5 separate regions of the Mus musculus genome follow, and all the other regions are linked to region 1. Evidence: chromatin contacts called from public HiChIP or PLAC-seq and promoter capture Hi-C data. All regions are on one chromosome and are shown on one strand. The core of a region is the stretch at or near the end of the contact, and the rest is flanking DNA. Distances in the headings are between cores, read along the strand shown. Region 1 holds the start of Lbp (lipopolysaccharide binding protein). Region 2 holds the start of Arhgap40 (Rho GTPase activating protein 40). Region 3 overlaps Gm34458 (a long non-coding RNA gene). Region 4 overlaps Rprd1b (regulation of nuclear pre-mRNA domain containing 1B). Region 5 holds the start of Tgm2 (transglutaminase 2, C polypeptide).

Region 1 (3,948 bases), core at 1,053-3,552:
ACATGGAGCAGGCAGTCCTGTGGGGTGACCTGTGCTGCACATGCACACAGTACCCCACTGCCTCCAGTCTTTCCTGCGTGTCACATCATTATTCCCTTCCCATTCAGTCTGATGAAGTTACTGAGGCACCCCAAGTTCATGGGAAGTGAACAGGCTCCATCTTTAATTTTTTGAAAATGTTTTAATATGTATAATTATTTTTCCTGTATCTATTATGTCTTGTGCACCATCTGTGTGTGGTATCTGAGGATGCCAGCAGAGGGCACTGGATCCCCTGGGACCGGTGTGAACAGATGACTGTGAGCTGCCATGTGGGTGCTGGGAATTGAACCCTAGTCCTCTGGAAGAGCAGCCAGTGCTCTTAAACCACTGAGCCATCTCTCCAGCCCCAGTCTTCACTTTTGATGAAGAGGAGCGAAGAATCTGCAAGCATGTTTCTAAGTGACCTCTGTTACCACAAAGCAGAATGTGGTTAATGTCACGCTGGGGAAGATGTGCAAGGGACTCTGGGATCTCAGGAAAACACGGGAGTGGTCAGGGAAGGGTTCCCGGAGCCAAGGGTGGAACAAAGTTTGAAATTACTGGAAATTATGGGCAAAAGCTGAAAACACAGGCCCATCCCTACTGTAAATCTTGTTTTCTGCTTTGGAATTTTATTATCTTTACTTACTACAAACATACAAATCTCCAGGACCACATCTCAGTGCCCAGTAAGCTACAGAGTTACATGTCCTGTGTGTGCTGAGAACTCATTCTACCACACAGTTAGATCTTGAGCCACAAATACCCACAATCCTCCCTCCTAAGCAGAGACAGCCCTCCATAACTTCTTGACAATTTTGACTTTGACCAAAGGCATAGAGCCCTTCAATAGTGTCATTAGGAATGGCAAGTCCCACTTATTCCTGCAGTTTTGTCACCAAACCAGACCCAGATGCTGCCCTCTGCCTCTTGGAAGCTGGTCCTTGAGAGATGAGAGCTGGCAGGTGAGATTTATTCAGGTTTATTCAAGGGCTGGCAACCTGGATAGTCCAGGGAGCTCTAACCCTCAAAGCTTCAACATGTTCAACACAAAGAGGTTTCACAGGGAGAGAACAGACTAGACTGTGGGCAGGAAGGCTACCCATTTCTCGCAGTTTTCATGGCCCTGGGTGTGAGTCACTTTTATTTTCCTCTTACTTTCTGGCTGTGGAGCGCTTCAGTTTGGCCTCACATGCATGGGTGCTTTGTTCATGCCTTAGTATTATTCCACAGAGCCTCTGCCTCCTGCGTGCATTAGCTTTACATGCTTAGGGCTTTTCCGTGTCAACCCTCGGGGCAGTTCAGGGGAGTTGTGTTAGTTTATACTCAGGAGGAAAGGCTAAAGAGGACAGGCACTGCATGCTCTGGTGTAGTGCGAGGGTCCCTGAGGCTCTCTATTCTGTAAACCTTAGAGTGCTTATCGGGCAACATCTTTATCATAAGCTGCATTTAGAATCCTGGCACTGGGAAAGTAGAAAGGGCTTGAAGAGGATCAAGAGTTCAAGACCAACCTGGGCTACATAGGAAGACCCCCCTCCCCCATCTCAAAAAAAAAAAAAGAGAGAGAGAGAGAGAGAGGAAGGAAGGAAGGAAGAGAGAGAGAGAGAAAGAAAAGAGAAACAGAAGAATTTTCTAGAATGCAGGGAAACGGGGCACACGTGATCCTCACAAAAGGTAAAAGAGAAAGCAGAATTGGAAGGGTGACACGGCCAAGCCCAACTCTCAGAAGACAGGCACCGTCCCTCTCCCCTGCCGCCTTAGCCGGTGCTCACTCCTCTGCCCGGGTCATGCAGCGCAAGGCAGCTGACACATTAGAACTCGGACTGTTATGTACAGCAAGTTCCAGCTAGGGTCATGGGGCATCAGGATGTTCTGAGAGCTTTCGGGTGGTGTTTGGTTTGGCGTGGTGCTGGAAAGATATGCCAAGCTGCTGTTCAGACAGCTATCCCATTGCAAGGTTGGGAGGAGAAGTCCCTATTTAAACAAACAGTTAAAAGAACGGAGAGCAGGGGAAGACAATCCTACTTTTCCTTCCTGCTTTCATGGGCTGGGCTGTGACCCTGAGTGAACCTCAAATTCCTGTCTGTGACACCAGGCCTTCCTAGCAGAGAGTCAAGAAGGTTGGCAGAGGCAATGCAGAACCTCCAGAGAGTGTGGGGTTTCCCCCTTCTCCATGCAGGGGAGAATGGGAGTGGCTTATCCCCTTGGCACCAGGCCTGCCCTCCTAACCTGTGCAGTGATCACAACAATGACCCTCCCCCACCCCCCACCTCCCACCCCTGTGGTGTCGCAAGAGGGTTCCAGTCAGTGGGCCTCTCTTTCCCTGGGCCTCTCTTTCCTGCTCCCAGGAGCCCGCCCTCCCTCAAGAACCGCCCCCTAGCCCTGGGCCTTGACTAGTTAAGAACACCAGAGCCAGCCCACTCTGTCACAGTCCTCACTCCCCCACGGAGCATCCAGGATGAAGGCTGGGACTGGACCTCTGCTCTCTACATTGCTGGGGCTGCTGTTCCTGTCCATACAGGGAACTGGCGGTGTCAACCCCGGTGTGGTGGCCAGGATCACCGACAAGGGCCTGGCCTACGGTAAGAAGCCATAATATAGGCTGGCCAAGGAGGCGGGACACCAGGCACAGCCTGGATGTGAAGGGCATTGTCCCTCTGGTAGGGAGTCTGCTATACGGGTATGTGGCAATAGCTGCCATCTGGCTGGTCACTCTCCAGATATGTGACCTCAGCCCATAGCTTGTATTTTGAGGGCTGGGGGGAAGGTTTGGGGTCCAGCAGCTGAAGCAGGAGGTAAGAGAGATAAGCAGGTAGCAGTGGGCAGATAGGCTGGGAAGAGAAGGCAGACAGCCGAGGTAAACAGCCCCACACAGCAGCTGGAACCAGTTCTTTGGAAGAGTCTTGGTGGAATTTGAAACCATCACCTAAAACCACAAATCCTAAGTGAAGGCAGTTAGAGACTGGGAGGGCCAAGCAAGGCTACGGACGGGGATGGGATGTGCCCCCTTGGCATCTGAGTGGCAGTCATGTGACTTACCAAACATTAAAACTTATTGATCAGTGATTGCTTCAAGGTGAGCACTCCTTAGGTACCTTTATGCATGTCACTCCCAACTTCCCTCCCTCCCTCCTTCCTTCCTTCCTTCCTTCCTTCCTCCCTTCCTTTTTAAATGTTCATGTATTGCTGTCCTGGGAATTGCACATGCTAGGCAGGTACTTCATCACAGAGCTATGGCCGCAGCTGCACCTTCTCTTTTTTGTTTTTGAATTTTGGACAGCAACTCCCTAACTTACCCAGGCTAGCTTTGAACTCACACTATAGGTAAGGCAGGTCTTGAACTTGTGATTCTCCTGCCTCAGCCTCCTAAAGTAGCCTGGGTTCCATTTCTGCAACACCAGGCTTGATCCAACTTGACAAACTAAGAAAAGGTATTTAACAAGCTACTGAGAGTGACACAGAATTATCGTGTCCAAGGGGTGAGGGAGCTGGGATGTTTGTACAGCCCAGACCTATCACTTCGGTAGAGCCTCCATTGCCTAATCTAATGGAGGTCATAACACTGCTTCAGTTGAGTAGGGATAGTGGGATCTAAAACAGGCTATGGACAGAAGGGAAAATCAGGGAGGGCTTCCAGGGGGAGGCAAAGTAGAACCAGCAATAAGAACTAGCCAGGGACAAAGGGTGTCGTTCCATCAGAGGGATCCTGCCATATACACCCTAAAGAGGAGGTCTCATTGAAAAGGGTGAAAATGGATGTCACTAGTGACCTGTGTGCACTGCCTGGCTGGGTGCAGACTCCTATCAGGACACAGAGCGGGGCCACAAATAGCATTTGTTTGGGAACCCCAAGTCAGGGACATTTGTCTTCTGCCCCATTCCCTGGGCACATGTGCCAAGTGTGGGCACCCAGTGCTGGTTGTGTGG
Region 2 (3,634 bases), core at 899-3,398, 210 kb after region 1:
AGAGTGGAACAGCATTGTCCTAAGGTACTGTGTGGTGGGCACAGAGATATGGAATAGATTCTGAGCCCAGAACAAGGTCTCTGGGACCTCCTAGTGTGAGGGCCACAGAATAAATTCAGTAGGAAGAGGCATGTCCAGAGCTCAGGTTGCCTAGGGAGGTGTTGGCAGGCTGCCAGGTGCAGGGCCCACGGGTCTGAGTCACCACTGTGACCTAGCCGGCTTGGCCGATACTCCAGCAACAGGGCCATGGGGCTGAGGAATGTTGCCAGGGGTGCCCAGGTGGAGCACACTCCCACCTCCAGGCTGAAGACACACAACTGTCCAGGAAGCTGGGAGGGAGCGCTTCCTGCCAGAGGCTCAAAGCCTCTGGTACAGGATCCGGGCTGAGCGCTCACTCTTGCTTTCTCCTGGCAGCTGGCGTTGTGGTTCTAGGTTAGTCATTGAGTCGGCCCGAGCTTCCTCAGTTGGCGTTCACTTCTGCGTCCACTCACTCTTCCCCAGTGGCTCGCTGATTTATAACTTCACTGGGGCTTGCTGTGTCCCATTCTCCCCCGCCCCCGCCCCAGACAGTCTCCCCTCACCCGTCCGTCTGTCCGCCCATCCTCTCACTTAAAGGTCCTCCTAGTTATCCCTCTCACTCAGCCATTTTCTTTTTTTTTTTTTTTTTTGGTTTTTCAAAACAGGGTTTCTCTGTATAGCCCTGGCTGTCCTGGAACTCACTTTGTAGCCGAGGCTGGCCTCGAACTCAGAAATCCGCCTGCCTCTGCCTCCCGAGTGCTGGGATTAAAGGCGTGTGCCACCACGCCCGGCAGCCATTTTCTTAAGGTGTGTGTGTGTGTGTGTGTGTGTGTGTGTGTGTGTGTGTGTGTGTATACATATGTACATCATGCATGTGCAGATGCCCAAGCTGGCCAGAAGAGGGCATTGGATTCCCTGGAACTGGAGTTGAAGGTGGTAGTGGTCCAATCAGTGTGAGCCTTGGGAACTGCAACTCCAGCCCACGGAAGAACAGGTGCTGTGTCTCTCTGGCCCCTTATTCAGCCATTTTCTCATCCCACCCCTCATTCTTCATCCATCTGACTGTCCATCCATCCATCCGTCTGTCCACATGTGTGTCCATCCACCCACTTCCTGCCCACCCACCTATGCGTCCATCCTTCACTGAGCACCTACTGTGTTTCTCACACAAAGCTCCATTGAACCCTCATCATGTGCCAGCCTCAAGCATGCCCTCCATGCAGATTCACTTTATACACAGGGAGGAGCCTCGGCAGCAGTGGGACTCCCATCTCCTCTCCGTTCCTGGAAGGTGGTTCTTTTGTCTCCTTCTGAGGATGGAGTGTTGGGAAGATGGTCAGCTGATCATCTGCATGGTCTGACTGAGCCAGCAAGGACTACCTGCAAGTTAGAGCTCCTGTGGTCCCTTTTTTCCATATGTAGGACTACAGCTCCCAGAGGCTTATGGGAAGGGACTAAGCCAAGGTGAAGGCCTGGGTCACCACCAGTCACTAGCTTTATTTGTTCCTTTTGGTTTGGTTTTGAAACTGGGAAGGCTGTGGGAGATGAGAGTGCCCACCCCAATAGCATGTTTTATGTCTGGTGCAAGTGTGTTTGGCTGGTTGATTGGTGTTTTAATCTTTCTTTTTCTTTTAGATTAAAAAAAATGTGTATGGCTATTTTGCCTGCATATATTTCTGTACCATATGCATATAAAGCCCACATGGGCCAGAAGAGGACATTTGAATCTCCTGGGACCGGAGTTACAGATGGTTATGAGCTGCCATGCAGGTGCCGGGGGAATTGAAGTTCAGTCCTCTGGAAGAACAGCCAGTGCTCTTAACTGCTGAGCCACCTCTCCAGCCCAGGCTGGTCTTGAACTCACAACCTTCTTTCGCTACCTTCTAACTTCTGGATTATAGGCATGTGTAACATGCTTACTTCACGTCTGCTGCTTTTTTGTGTTATTTCTGTTTTGGCTAAGGGCCAGGAAGTCTGTGCTCACACATACCTGCCTGTGGGCGGTTCTGGCTGACTCAGCCTCACCTCAATATGGGGGTGTCTTGGAAGGGTGTGCCACAGGCCCTGCCACCTTCCTCCGACTCTCACTGTGATTCATTCAGTCCCAGAGGCAGCAATAGGAGCTGTGTGTGCCTGTCCATGACAGAGCCGTCCCTTCTCCCTGCTGCCAAGATGGAAGGGCTGGCCCTGCTGCCCCTGACCTCACCCTGTCCCCGGATCCCACGAGCCCGCATCTCCAGGCAGCCGGGGCGATGGGCCCACCTGGGCTGCAGGTACTGGTGTCCAGGGTGGTGGAGGGAGGACTGGATCTGCTGTGTGTGAGGAACAGGTGCCACTTCACAACAGTTCTGTGAGGCGAGAGTACCTTTAGGCTGATCCTGATTCTTAACAATTCTAAGTGATGCTGGGGACTAGCTTGGGCAAATCCACTCTTAGATGGATAATTACGGCTCCTGCCACACACATTTCGGCTTGAGCCCCTGGAGACTGGATGTGGTCCTTCCCCAGGAAGAGATTCAGGAAGCGGGGTTGGAACTCTCAGATGGGGCAACTGGCAGGGAGTGGTACTCATACGGATAAACCTTTGTGCCACAAAACATATTCCTTGAGTGCCTGTGGGGGAACTGTGGGGGCTCTGTCCCATCAGAGGGAAATGGGCTCAACAGGTGAAACCTGTTTGTCTGTCCACTTTGCCCTGGTCAGTCTGTCAGATGTGTTGGCTTCCTGATACTGCTGTTCGGAGTCATCAAACAACAGTTACTATCTTCGAATCCAGTGTGCTGAGATTCCCCAAACCAAGGACTCTTTCTCCACTACCAGGCTCTCAGGGGACGAGGCTTCCTTTCCCAGATGCTAAGGGCCCATATGTTGCTTGGCTCTTAGCCTCCCCATATGCAATGCCACCACTGAGCACCTCTGACTCTTGGCTATGACCTACCCTTCCATCCCCATTGCCTCTCCTGCCTGCCTCTGCCACTAACAGGGTGACATCAGTAATAGCCTTGGACCCACTCAGATGGTCCGGGCTCTCCCTCATCTTGAGGACCCAAACAATCACAGCCAGAACACCCAGAGCAGAGTCACAAATTCTGGGGATTAAATGCAGACATCTTTGAGGGGCCTCCATTATTCTATGTATCTTTACATTCATTCCATCTATACATTCATCCCATTGTTCTAATCTACAACTACATCACTAGCCATCCATTACCTATCACTCCATCTATGGAGTCCGTCCGTCTGCCCATCCCTCTATCGACCTATCGATAATCTCTATCAACCTACCTAGCAACCTGTCTACTAAGGTGGCTCTTCTTACTCCCACCCCTGCCTTAATCCCCTAAGTCTATTAATACTAATCCATCTGTGAGAACGTCTGGCCACTGAATGTGCTCAGTGGCTGTGGCTGGATGAACCAGTGAGTGATCCTTTAAGCATGTGAAATTTCATAGCTCCCCTTTGTTTACTTACAACAATACGAAGGGAACAAAAGCGGCGTGCTCACTTTTGGAACAGCGGCTTTCCAAACGACAGGGTTATGTAAGCCTTGTCTTAAGTTTTATTTGTACTGTTTTTGGGAGACCTTTCTTCTGCATTGGCCTCGCCGGTGCCAAGG
Region 3 (3,984 bases), core at 556-3,055, 190 kb before region 1:
TCATATTTCTTGCTATAGGACAGCAGCTGAGGACACTGTCTAGAGGCAGCTCGTTAGCCATCGTGAAGGGTGTAGATCAAGTGTGACCTGCAGCTGGCTGGAATGGACATGGTACTGAACGATTAAGGGTTTACGAAGGCCCCAGGGACCCTCTGACTTTACCCAGTGGGCAGGAGTACCCGTAATCACGGACAACTGTCTACAGAATGCACCGTACCCTCAAACGGACGGCACCACCTCCTCTCTGCTCCCTCATTTCACAAAACAAAGAAGCCGGAAGGGAATGGGATGTTTACTGAGCATGCCCAAGCAAATCCCCCAGACAGAACCCAGGCTGCGGCTCTCAGCTCAGCCTTCTCCCTTCCCCTGCTCATACTAATCATTTAGATGGCTTTATTGAGATAGAACTCACATGCCGTACAAGTTAGTTCAATGGCCTCCAGTCCAGACAACTGCACCCATGAAGACAGTCTACAGAATTCCCATAATCCCCTAGTTCCAACTCCCCATCCCTCCGCATCTCAAGGCCCAGGCAGCCACCTGTCTCCTTCCTCTCTATAGGTGCATCACACATTCTGACAGCTTTGGTTTCTGTTTTCTTCCACTTAGCCTATTTCTGTCCTTACTGTAGCGTGTATCAGGGCTTCGTTCCTTTTCACTGCCAAGTAATACTCCATGGTCCATACAGCATAGTTTATTGGTCTCTTAATTAAGTTAGTGGGCAGGTGGGTTGCTTTCACTTTTTCTCTCCTGCGGATGACGGCACCGACAACATCACTGAACATCTTTCTGTGTCCACGGGTGCTTTTCTCATGGATTTTCTGGTTCATACAATAAGTACGAAAAACTCCTTACTTATCACTTTGGTCTTCTGAGCCTGACTTTCTCAGGCTACTAATGGGGAAACAGTGTGTGGATAAACCCAAGGCTTCCAATGTCCAGGGTCCTGGAAACAAGCCTGCCCCTTTCCTGTCCTCCCCACATCCTCTCCCCTCCTCTCTTTAGGCCATTCTTCAGAGAGCGGTGGGACAACTCCTCTCTAACTGCTGGGTCTTGGGTAAGTCTGTGACCTGAGATTCCACGGCTCTGACAGTAGCTGTGGATTCATGGGAACAGAGTTACAGAGCAGCTTTTTGTGTCTGTAAATTTTCTCAACACTCACTGAGAGTCTGGTCCTGTTCAAGGCTGGACACGACTTCCGTGGGCACAGCTTCTCATTTTGATGGCTTATTTCTTTTCCCACTTGACACAGAACCCACGGGCTTCATGGTGTTCATGGTCCCTAAATATCTGCTCAGACCTGTGCTTAACAACCCCTGGCCTGGCTGTTAATGGCGACTTATATGACTTCTCTTTTTTCCTCCCGGTGGCTTCTAAAGTGGCTTCTCCCTTTCCTTGTCCTCTGGAGAAAGCCTTTTGGGGCCCAATAAGTTAATTATTGAATAAACATTTGCCAGTAAAGGAACCCAAGAGACACAAGTCACACATTTCTCTAATCAGTAACTTTTCTGTAGAAGTGCTGAACCCAGAATACCCAGTGGCCTGCAGATAAGGCCGCTCAGGAGAAAGGCTCACCCCACCCCCAACTGCTCACAGGGCCCTCTGTTCCCTGCCCGCATCCCAGGCACAGTGGTCTTGTGTGAAGATACCTCCTCCATCTTTGGTTTGCTGGCTTTCTGAACAAATGTTTTCTTTGTCCCGTCTACATGTCCTCTGGCTCTTTTGACTGGGTTCCTGGTTGCCCCAGCCCCAAGGTAAACGTACTTAGAGGAGGCGCTGGCTTGGCTCCGCCCCAACCTCCCTCTTGGACTTCATCAGCGTTCTGAAATTCCAGGCTTGGCAGGAGGCTGAGGGGTGAGCTGGCAGGCACCCTAGGTAAACAAGAGCAGCTGGAAAGGAAAGAAGCTTTTGGGGGTGGGAAGATGAACCCAACACCCCCTATTCCATGACGCTGCCAGGCATGTATGAAGGTCTCCATCCCAGAAGTCCCAGTCCCTGGTAAGCAGGAAGAGTCCTGGGAGGAACAGGGCTTTCTCCACCACGCTCTGTGCTGGACATAGCTGCCTGTGTAGACCAAGGCTCAATTTTGCAACCTACCAGCTGTGTGACTTGGGGCAAATTGCTTAACCTCTCTGTCCCTCTGTTTCTGTATCTACAAATAGGTAAAATGGCATAACCTTTAGGGTTCCTAAAATCCCAGAGGAAGACTTAGGAACGTGCCATATAAGCACATTTGAGACACTCTGCCTTGCCATTGAAGACTCACAATGGAAGCCACAGGCATCTGTCCTGTGCAAACGGCTCTATTTCTCTAAGCTTTTATTGAAACGTTTGTATTCTAAATAGACAATGGACTGCTCTCTCTCTCTCTCTCTCTCTCTCTCTATATATATATATATATATATATATATATATATATATGTATGTATATATGCACATGGAGACCAGAGGTCAACAGCTCTCTTCCTCAGTGGCTTTCCAGCTTATATATTTTTTGGAGACAGGGTCTCTCACTGAGCCCAGATTTTACTGATTTAGCTAGACTGGCTGGCCCCAAGATCCACATGTCTCACCTGCTTAGTTTCATCCTTCGGTGCTGGGACTATGAGCTTGGGTGCTGTGTGCCTAGCTTCTGTGTGTGCGTGATGAGGATTCAAACTCAGGACCTCACGCTTGTGTGACAGGCACTTTTCTAGCTCAGCCTTCACCCTGACGCTGAGGGTGTGTTCTTTGATCACATGGAACAAGCACTAAGTAGATGTATTTATTTGGGGGTGGGGTAAACAAGAGAAGAGGTTCAAGCCAGCTGAGCTATATACAGCAGAGCTGGCTGGGTCAGGTTGGTCCCTCTGTGTTAGGAGTGAACAGGCAGGCATCGAGCTAGAGTTGGCAGCCTTGAGTTTTCCCAGGAGCCTCTTGCTGTGAGTCTGTCCCTGCCCCAGAGCACTCAGAACTCAGGCAGGTGCAGAAATGACTGTTCATAGCCCCAGCTGTCACCTGCATAAACATCTGCCTAAGATGTGCAGAGGCCGAAGCATCTGTCAGCAGCCTAGGAACGCCTCAGAGAGGGGCCCTCCTTGGAGCTGCGTTCTGGAAGCTGAGTAAGAGTTCTGCACATGGGGCTGACGGATAGAGTCAATGACAGGAGGCCCCACCCAGCTCATCCTTTCCCTTGCCTGACCACCTCTGTTTTCCGGAGGAGTTTCCCAGAGTCCTTTGCTGGCTGGTCTCTGGTAAGGATCTGCCAGCAGGCAACATAAGGGAGGATTAACCAGACTAGCTTGCCTCTGCACTTTCTTTCAGCAACTAATAGTAATAGTAGTAAGAAATTACCAAATAATAAATAAAAGTTACATTTATCTATCACATATCGATCATCTATCTATCTATCTATCTATCATTCATCTATCTATCTATCTATCATTTATCTATCATCTATCTATCTGTCTGTCTGTCTGTCTGTCTGTCCGTCCGTCCGTCCATCCATCCATCCATCCATCTAGTGTATGCACGTGCATGTGAAGAACACAGACAACTTCCAAGAGTTGGTCCTCTCCTTCTGCCACTTGCATTCAGTCATCAGCCTTGGTGGTGGGTACCTTTAGCTGTTGAGCCATCTTGCTGGCTGTTTCTGTCTTCTAGACATTGCTTACTGACCCAATGTCCAAGTCACGCTAAGTGTCCAAGGAATGGACTTGATACCCTGGTCAAGGGGTTGGGAGTTATTTTGCATTTGTGTGTGTACGTATTTGTGTAGGAGTGCGTGTATGTGTGTGTGTGTTTATGTGTGTGCACCAAATGCCAACCCTCCAGTGTCATTTCTCAGGTCATTTCTCTGTCTTGTTTTTGGAGACAGAGTCTCTGATTGGCCTAGAGCTTTCCAAGTAGGCTAAGCTGTTTGGCCAACGAACTGGGAGTGTATCCCTAGAGCTGAGATTATAGTCAGGTGCCACCACACCATGGTTTGTTACCACAAAACAATGA
Region 4 (3,857 bases), core at 1,047-3,546, 250 kb before region 1:
TGAGATTCCATTGGAGAAACTAATATTTTTTCTTTGTAAACATTTGACACTTGGAGGTTTTTAGGCGTCAGGGCTCTTGTCTACTTCCTCTCTCAGCACTGGGACCCCATCTGGCTTGGACCTATGTGGGTTCAATGCATGTCTCTCTGAGTTCATCCATGTATGGGTCCTGTTACGTTTGGAAGACACTATTTCATTGGTGTTCTCCATCCCCACAGCTCTCAGAGCCCTTAGGGCAGGGAAATGAAGATATCCCATTCAGACCTGGGTGTTCCAAATCTCTGACTCTCAGCACACGGCCCAGTTGTGGGTCTAAGTTCTCTTGCAGGAGGAAGTGTCTGTGATGATGGCTGAGCAAGACTCTGATCTCGATTCCAGCCCAGTGTGGCTTGGTGAATTCTTGAGTGATAAACAAGCTATGTTTCTGGGTTGCAATTACTTGTATAAATGATCTGGTTTCCTTATACAAATTCTTGAAGTTGAGAATTGACTTTTTAAAAAAATCTTATCTCTTAAAAATTGGTGTTTCTTACCTCCCCCCAGCCCTCTAGGTACTCTAGCATCTTAATTACTTACTGTTATAAAGAGATCAATAGTCAAGGACTGACCAAGCTGAAAGCAGCCACACTCAAGCTTATTCGCAGGCAGCACCGCCAGTCTGGAGCACTGCACTGGTCCCCTGCCCTCTGGCACATTCCCTTGTCCCACCTTGTCTTGTTTACCCCCTCCCAAGTGTGTGTTGTTCTCTCACCCTGATGCCAGAGCGTGATCTTTGGCCTAGGTCCCAGTTGGGAAGCCCTCAGCAGTTCATTTCCTAGTGTTCATAGAGTCCAGAAAGGACCAGATGGCTGTTCTATGCTGGAAATTCCTAAATTCCAGTGCCTTGAAAAATACTGAGGGCTCTCAGATTTGTGTCACTGAATTGTCTTTGAAACTGCTGGCAGCTCTGATGTCCTTTGTTTCAAAACATAAACCTGCTATTTTCACCCAAAAGGCCTTATTTTATTTTATTTATTTATTTTTAATAATTATGTGTATGTGTGTACTTGCATGAATTTATATGTACCACACACATGTATGGAGGTGTCGATTGCATTGGACTCTCTGGATTGTGAGCTACCTGATGTAGGTGTTGGGAACCGAACCCATGTTCTCTACAACAGCAATACGTGCTCTTAACCACTAAGCCATCTCTTCATCCCTCCAAAATACCTTTTTAAAGCAAGATGCATGTATTTACACTTCTGCCACCACCACACAGTTGCAGCATTCTTTATGGATCTAAGTTCTTCCTTGTCTTTGCGAATTTGCTACACCAGTGTTGTTACCACTTCTTTCCCAGGATACCCGTCCTTACACTTCAGGGTTTGTTCTTTTTCTGTTCCTAACGTGTAGGTGACTGCCATTATTCAGACATGAAATCAGTCTGGTCCATGATGACCAGCACTTTGAAAATACAACACATCGTAAGAAAAGGCTAATTTTTTCTCCTTTCCTTCTCTGTTTGGATCTTGCTATAGAACCCAGGCTGACTGGAATTGGTGGCAGCCCTCCTATGTGTGTGTGCTACCATACATGCTGCTGCTTGTTTGTGTTTTTACAAACTGTTTCCACCGTGGGTCATGTCTATGCACACTTGAAAGGCCCTGCTTTTTCAAGTGCAGGAGACAAGCTTGTTCCCAGGTACTAGGTACTAGGTATTAGGCTCTCTTTCTCTGGTGGACAGAGTCCTGCAGATCAGCTTCTAAGATCACATTCTGAAGCTCTCACAAAACTTCTGTCTTCTCTCAGTCTCTGTACATCTAAGACGTGAGTGCTTCTTTAGAACAGTAGGGAAAGTATTCTTAATGTAGTAATATAAGCAAACATACTTCATCTCAGAGGCAAGAGAAATCATTTCACAGATGACTCTGAGTACTTTTCTGCTGGTTTTGTTTGGAGAGTTTTTGCTGGAAGCTCTTCAGCCTGCCAGCTTTCCCGCCCTGTCCAGTTGTCTCTCACTTCAGGTAGTTCAGAAATGCATCTTCTTGACAGAGTTGGTGCCTGTGGATTCTTGGCTAACCAACACTGTTGGTTTTTTTCTTGGACTCTGAACCTTCTCTCAGGAATGTTTGCAATCATACCTATGTGATTTGTATGTTGTCTCTGTTTTCTGCTCCTATTTGTACTCAGACAAAGAGGCAGCTGAACGTCTTTCAAAAACAGTAGATGAAGCATGTCTGTTACTAGCGGAATATAACGGGCGCCTGGCAGCGGAACTGGAAGACCGGCGCCAGCTGGCTCGGATGCTGGTGGAATACACCCAGAACCAGAAAGAGGTTTTGTCAGAAAAAGAGAAAAAACTAGAAGTGAGTACATTGCAGGGCAGATCCGACTGCCTGAACTGCCCCCCCCCCTCCCAATCTCATGTTATTCCTGGATCAACCTTTTTATCCTCTGAAAACAAACGAGACAGGAGCATTCATCCAGTAGCCATAATTACCAGAGCCTCGATAGAAGTCAAAGTCAACTTTTTTTATGTTCAGGAAAGAAAAATTCATATTGTGAAAACCGGGGCCTCTTAGTCATTGCATTTAGGATCGTAAAATTGCTTCAGTGTAGTGTTACAGTTAAGGAATTATAAATTGAGGTAGTTGGGGTAGCAAAACCAAAGGATACTTAATTGGTTATATTTGGGAATCTGGATTGTTTTGACGTTTACTTCTGGCATATGCACCTGCCTGCAAGCCCTACCTGTACATATTTTAAAAGTTTAATCTTGCTATGTAGCCTGACTCAAATGTTGGGCAGGAACTCATTTTTCCTGAGTTGAGGCCATGTTCCTCAGTGTCTCCAGCAAGGAGGGGTTTGGAGTCGTCCCCTCACTGTCTGGCTTCTTAATTCAGCTTACCTTCTTTTCCCTGGGGAGCAGAGCCAGCAGTGTGGCTGTCTGCGGTTTCCTGTCCCTCTTGTTAGTCTGTATTTCTTAGCTGCTGCTTTGTTTCTTCTCTCTGTGTAAAAGATACTTAGAAAAGACTAGGAAGGGAGCAGTGGGGCTGAGCTGGAGAAGCCATAATGACCACAGGAAACGCCTCAGAGAGTCTCCTCAGTAGACAAGGGAGTAGAAGACCACCCTTCTTCCAGTGGGGAAAAGTTCTGTGGCACAGAGGGAGGGAATACTGAGCTAGCTCCAGTGATAGGCATTCACCATTCTACAGTCAGCTGACTGGAGAGGCAGTACCATATCCTTCCCTACAACGATTATGGGAGTTGTAATGGCTAGAGGTGCGGGGGACTTCAAACGCCTGGCCAGCTTGAGTGTGGCAGATAGGAGACAGCTGAACAGTAGTGTGGCTTTCATGTAGATTCAGCACTGACCACAAGTCCTAAAGGGAACTTCATCAGCAGGAGCAGACGGCCATTTATCTGCAGCGCTCATCTTTCACTGAGGAAGCATTTTCACTGTACCCTGGGACTAATAAGAGATTGTAATTAATGATTCTGGTTGTAAGTCATCGTGCCATCTGTTGAACTGCCCCTTGGCGACACATTAAGGGCTTTCTCTGATCTGTCAGACATTGATTATCATGAGCAGCTGTTGTTGGGTAGAACGTGGCCAGCCACCATAGAGGACAGTCTTTGAGAAGGAGACTGTTGTAGAGCCAGTTAACCCTTCGTTCTGTTTCTTCCCCATTTATAATTAGGTATCTGTCGGATGGGGGATAGGGCTGGGCTTTTGCAGAATAGGTAGCTTACTGGATACCCCAAGAAGTTATGAGGTACAGAAGATCAGAGGTCAGTCATTTTGTAGCTTTGGCAGCTTTATTGTTGCTAGTTCACCGAATAGCATGTCATTGTTGAGGATGGAGGAGGAAGAT
Region 5 (3,986 bases), core at 381-2,880, 160 kb before region 1:
AGGAGGAGCTGAGGACCTGGGTAAGCACTAGGTGACAGGTGTGGGATGGGATGGGGTGGGGGTGGGGTCTGAACAGGCTCATGGTCAGGTCTAGGGAGTCCTTCTGCTTGAGAGAGTAGGCACTCTCAGAGATTTCAGACCACTGAAGGACATGTGATCCCACTGAGGCCCAGGGTGAGGACTGGCCCAAAGTCTTCCAGCCTAGTTTCCGGGCCCCCTGCTGTGCACAAGTTCCAAATTCAGGGAAACCATCCTGGAAGTACAGAAGGCTTCTACAAAAACCACCTCAAGTGAAAGGTCTGTGGCCCTTGCTACAAATCAAAAAGCAGGTGCCTGGTAATGACCGACCACACCACAGCAAAGAAGTTAACGCCACTGCCACTGAGGCTGGGCAGACCCACAAAATCCTCAACGTTGGAAGGCTCAAGCAGGAAAAAGGCCATTTTTCTAGAAGCCCTGGTGGCAACCATCCCCTGGCCTGGGGAGACAGGGTGGAGTACCCCACCCACACAGGCTGAAGGGTGCAGTAGCCAGGGTTCAGAGTCATAGAGGCCAGGGGGAACCTTGGTGGAGGAAGCCCCAGCAGAGTAATCCGGGGCTGTCTCTGAGGTCCCCCAGATTTTGGGGATAGGGATGGAAAACTGCCTTGCAGATAAGCAGCCCCTTTGGTGACACTTCACAGCCTGTTGAGGTTTCAGAAAAAGGAGTGACCGAGGCCTCTGGAATTTCCCTGTTTGCTTCAGGTCCCTCTGAACATCCCCTCTCTTGCCTCATGTCCCTTCTCTGAGGTCACAGTGCAGGCAGATGCCATCCCTGAATGGACTTGACCTTATAGTCAGCTGGGATTCTGGTCTGACCGTGTTAGGAACATCCTCCATTGTACAAGTCCTGACTCATGTGATCCCGAGTGTTTCCCATGCACACATGTGAGCACATGTGAAGGAGGCAGGCAGGGAATGAACAGGACCCTGGACCCTCTCCACTCTTCTCAGCCCTGTGGCTGTACCAAGGCTGGTCCAACTGCCCCTAACTTACAGCAGAGAACCCTGAGCTTCAACAAGTGGACAAGGAGAATCTGGGCTTGGAGAACACGAGGGCTCAAGAGGACCTGAAAGAACAGGCAGGCCTGGCTTCAGTGGCGCTCCACCAGATGCTGGAATTGAGACCACAGAATCAGCCAGGAAAGTTGTACCCCTTTCCAGGCACAGAGAAAAGCCAAGTGCCCCCTGCGCTGGCCAGCATCCCTGAGTGGCTCCCCTGCACCTGGCACACAGCAGGGACCCAGTTCTTAACTACTTATTGGGAGACCCATGACAGTAACTCACCCTTCCCAGTACACCTTCTGGGTAGCATTTTCACCTCATCCAAGGGGCAGAATTAACGGCTATGCCCTGGGGTGGGGAAAACTGAGGCCAACAATTCAGGGCCAGCAAGGTGCCTCCCATTGGCCCACCTGTCGCTCTCCTCTGGAGCTTTGGAGACAGCCCAGCCTGCTCCCGACTCTACCTCCCCGCGGCCCAGGCACTCACCCTCTGCCATGGCCAGGCTAGCGGCGACAGCTCAGACGCAGCGGGACACTCAAGCGAGGATCACCAGCGCGGTGCTGCGGACCAGCCGCGCGGCGCGAACTTATAGCCCAGGGCGGCCGGGCGGCCGGGCGGGCCCCGGGCGGGGCGGGGCGGACACCCCCGGCTGTCTGTCCGGGAACTAAGGCTGCCGGGAGCGCCCCCTGCTGGACACAGGACGACCTCGGAACAGACACCTGGAGCGTGTGACCAATACCCTAGACACAGAGATATGCTCCACAAGCCAAACCAGTGGCCAAGAACACGCACCTCTCCACACATATACATGAATATACCACACACACACACACACACACACACACACACACACACACACACACAGATACGTATGCACATACATACCACATCCATACATACACATAAACCATCTACACATGTATACTATACACACACATACTGCATGCAAACACATGAACATGCCATACACACATGCACATGGAGCAGGCACACACACACACAACCAAGCCGACAGATAACCATAGAGATCCACACATAGTCCCATAGAATCAACTAACAATTTTGGACACACAATGCTTAAAGGAACATCCCACATTAAGTCACATTGCAAACCTAGAGAGCCAGGACATAGGCATAGCCAGACACGGGGCTGGGTTTCCACGAAGCCACATATAACCCTCAAATGCGTAGGTATCTGGATGTGGGTGCTTATAGACTCTTGGCAGACAGGGGTGCAGGTACTGGCACGCGGACTCCCACAGACACCCATACCCTTCCTGTCCCACCCAGCCACTCATTCCGATAATTCCCCCACCCACCCATTGCTCGCCCATCCTCTTGCCTATCCCTGTTCCCATCCCTCTCCCTGTGCTAGCCCACTGTGAACTACAGCCAGAAGAGCCCAGGGACCACCGTACCGCTGACCCTTCCCATGGACCAACTCCATCCTGGCTTCTCTGATGACAGCTTGCTAAGCTCCCTTACCACCATGGAGCCTGAGTGGGCGACTTCTTGAAAAGGCATAGGCCTGTGAATCCCTCTAGCCCTTCTTCTGGAACACATTGCATGACTGGCCGCTTTGACCTGAGAGGATACCCCCAGACTCTATTTGAGTGTGACTCAGGGTGCCAAGACAAGCCCATACAGTCCTTGGGGACCCCGGGGTCACCCCACTTTATGGTAGTTGTTATAGAAATTGCTCCCTGTGACTGGTGAAGGACCAGAGGGAGGAGTTGGCGAGTGACCACCAGACAAGAGGCAATTCTTGATTACGCATGCTGCCCCTGACAGTTAGGGGCTCAGGGAGGTATCTCGCCTTTGGGGGCCTCCATTCCATCCTGTGAGGAATAAGGACAAGAATTCATTCCTCATGAGTTTGAATGGGGCATAGTCAAAGTGGTCAACACTAGGGACTCTTGAGCCCAGGCTGGCCTAAGAGTGTCAGCCCTGTCAGAGAAGGTAAGAGCTGTGTCCGCTGACCTTTCCCATCCTAGAAGGACGCATTCTTCCTACCCTTGTCTCCACCCAAGTGCCTCAGAGAACAGGTATGTTATGAAGTCATCCAGACCCCTGCTGTGACTACCATAGAACCCACAGCCAGCCCTCCTAGGGCTGATGTGGAGGCCTGGTCACTCTTGCTACCATCATGTCCCTTTGTTCCTATTTGTATGGTGGCAGCCCTTCCTCCTTAAAGTCCTGTCTAGGTTCCCCAACAGTGGTGTGGCTTGGGCCTCCCTTAACCATTGTATCTCCCACCCATCGTACAATGGAGGCATGCATGGGGGTCACTGTGAGAGGTCCCAGTGGGGTCAGGATTAGCAAGCTGTGATTCACTGAACAGATGGTGGGGGTGTCCCACCAGTTATTTGGGGTGCCTGTGAGAGACTCAGCATGAAACTGCAGGCTTGCTCCTCACCCCGTGGCCAACACTGCATCCTTTCTCTGTCTTTTCTACAGAACTGTAGCCAACTGAGTGGTGGCTCAGGGCCTTAAGCCACCATACTGGACTGGGTCCATTGACTTAAGTAAGGTGGCAGGCAGGGGCTAGGGCAGAACTGGATTCAGAGACTTGGTTCTCAGTCCTGTGACTTGGGTCCTTTGCCTGACTCTGACTTCAGTGTTCAGTTGAGAAGGTCTATGAGACCTTGCTGTGTCATACCTCACAGGGGCAGATAAGACTCAGAAGTGGGGGCTGGAGAAATGGCTTATTGGTTTGGGGGGCACTTGGCTGCTCTTGCAGAAGACCTGGGCTCAATTCCTGGTCCCTACATGGAAACTTACAACTCTCTGTAACTTTAAGATCTAACACCCAGGGCCCACATGGAAGGTCATAACTGTCTGTAACTCCAAGATCTCTCTCTCTCTCTCTCTCACACACACACACACACACACACACACACACACACACACACGCACACACACATGCACACACACACATGCACA

Evidence for each region. Promoter capture Hi-C pulls out the DNA fragments that hold promoters and counts their contacts. HiChIP or PLAC-seq counts read pairs in DNA pulled down with a chosen protein or histone mark.
Region 2: a FOXA1 HiChIP or PLAC-seq map of pancreatic cancer cells shows a contact between it and region 1. The contact joins the promoter of Arhgap40 here to the promoter of Lbp in region 1.
Region 3: a contact with region 1 is called in a promoter capture Hi-C map of liver. The contact joins the enhancer-like site here to the promoter of Lbp in region 1. A contact is called at or near these places in 1 of 39 promoter capture datasets (liver), 1 of 484 Hi-C or Micro-C datasets (liver) and 1 of 115 datasets of contacts at active chromatin or transcription factors (pancreatic cancer cells).
Region 4: a promoter capture Hi-C map of liver shows a contact between it and region 1, with 2.0 times the contacts expected there. The contact joins the enhancer-like site here to the promoter of Lbp in region 1. A contact is called at or near these places in 5 of 39 promoter capture datasets (the 3T3-L1 cell line, 3T3-L1-derived adipocytes, embryonic stem cells and 2 more), 1 of 484 Hi-C or Micro-C datasets (bone marrow-derived macrophages) and 1 of 115 datasets of contacts at active chromatin or transcription factors (bone marrow-derived macrophages).
Region 5: a contact with region 1 is called in a FOXA1 HiChIP or PLAC-seq map of pancreatic cancer cells. The contact joins the promoter of Tgm2 here to the promoter of Lbp in region 1. A contact is called at or near these places in 4 of 39 promoter capture datasets (embryonic stem cells, liver and stem cell-derived epiblast-like cells), 2 of 115 datasets of contacts at active chromatin or transcription factors (liver and pancreatic cancer cells) and 2 of 9 other capture datasets (adipose tissue and liver).

The regions. Positions count from the first base shown.
Region 1 is chr2:158,304,191-158,308,138 of GRCm38.p6, forward strand. It overlaps Lbp (lipopolysaccharide binding protein), which reads left to right and starts at 2,303. Exons shown (of 15, transcript NM_008489.2): 1 at 2,303-2,603. The coding sequence starts at 2,480.
Region 2 is chr2:158,510,648-158,514,281 of GRCm38.p6, forward strand. It overlaps Arhgap40 (Rho GTPase activating protein 40), which reads left to right and starts at 2,149. Exons shown (of 15, transcript NM_001145015.1): 1 at 2,149-2,291. The coding sequence starts at 2,158.
Region 3 is chr2:158,112,141-158,116,124 of GRCm38.p6, forward strand. It overlaps Gm34458 (a long non-coding RNA gene), which reads left to right. Exons shown (of 2, transcript XR_001783529.1): 2 at 19-685. Among named protein-coding and RNA genes, the nearest start is that of Gm34458, 8.9 kb to the left of the region's middle. Within about 2 kb of position 1,806, at least 105 of the 459 cell types and tissues checked have an H3K27ac peak or open chromatin away from gene starts, as enhancers often do. A contact at or near this core is called in liver and pancreatic cancer cells, where this site is marked.
Region 4 is chr2:158,056,480-158,060,336 of GRCm38.p6, forward strand. Rprd1b (regulation of nuclear pre-mRNA domain containing 1B) reads left to right here. Exons shown (of 7, transcript NM_001291134.1): 6 at 2,173-2,348. Among named protein-coding and RNA genes, the nearest start is that of Rprd1b, 30 kb to the left of the region's middle. Within about 2 kb of position 2,297, at least 31 of the 459 cell types and tissues checked have an H3K27ac peak or open chromatin away from gene starts, as enhancers often do. A contact at or near this core is called in liver, where this site is marked.
Region 5 is chr2:158,144,762-158,148,747 of GRCm38.p6, forward strand. It overlaps Tgm2 (transglutaminase 2, C polypeptide), which reads right to left and starts at 1,631. Exons shown (of 13, transcript NM_009373.3): 1 at 1,530-1,631. The coding sequence starts at 1,539.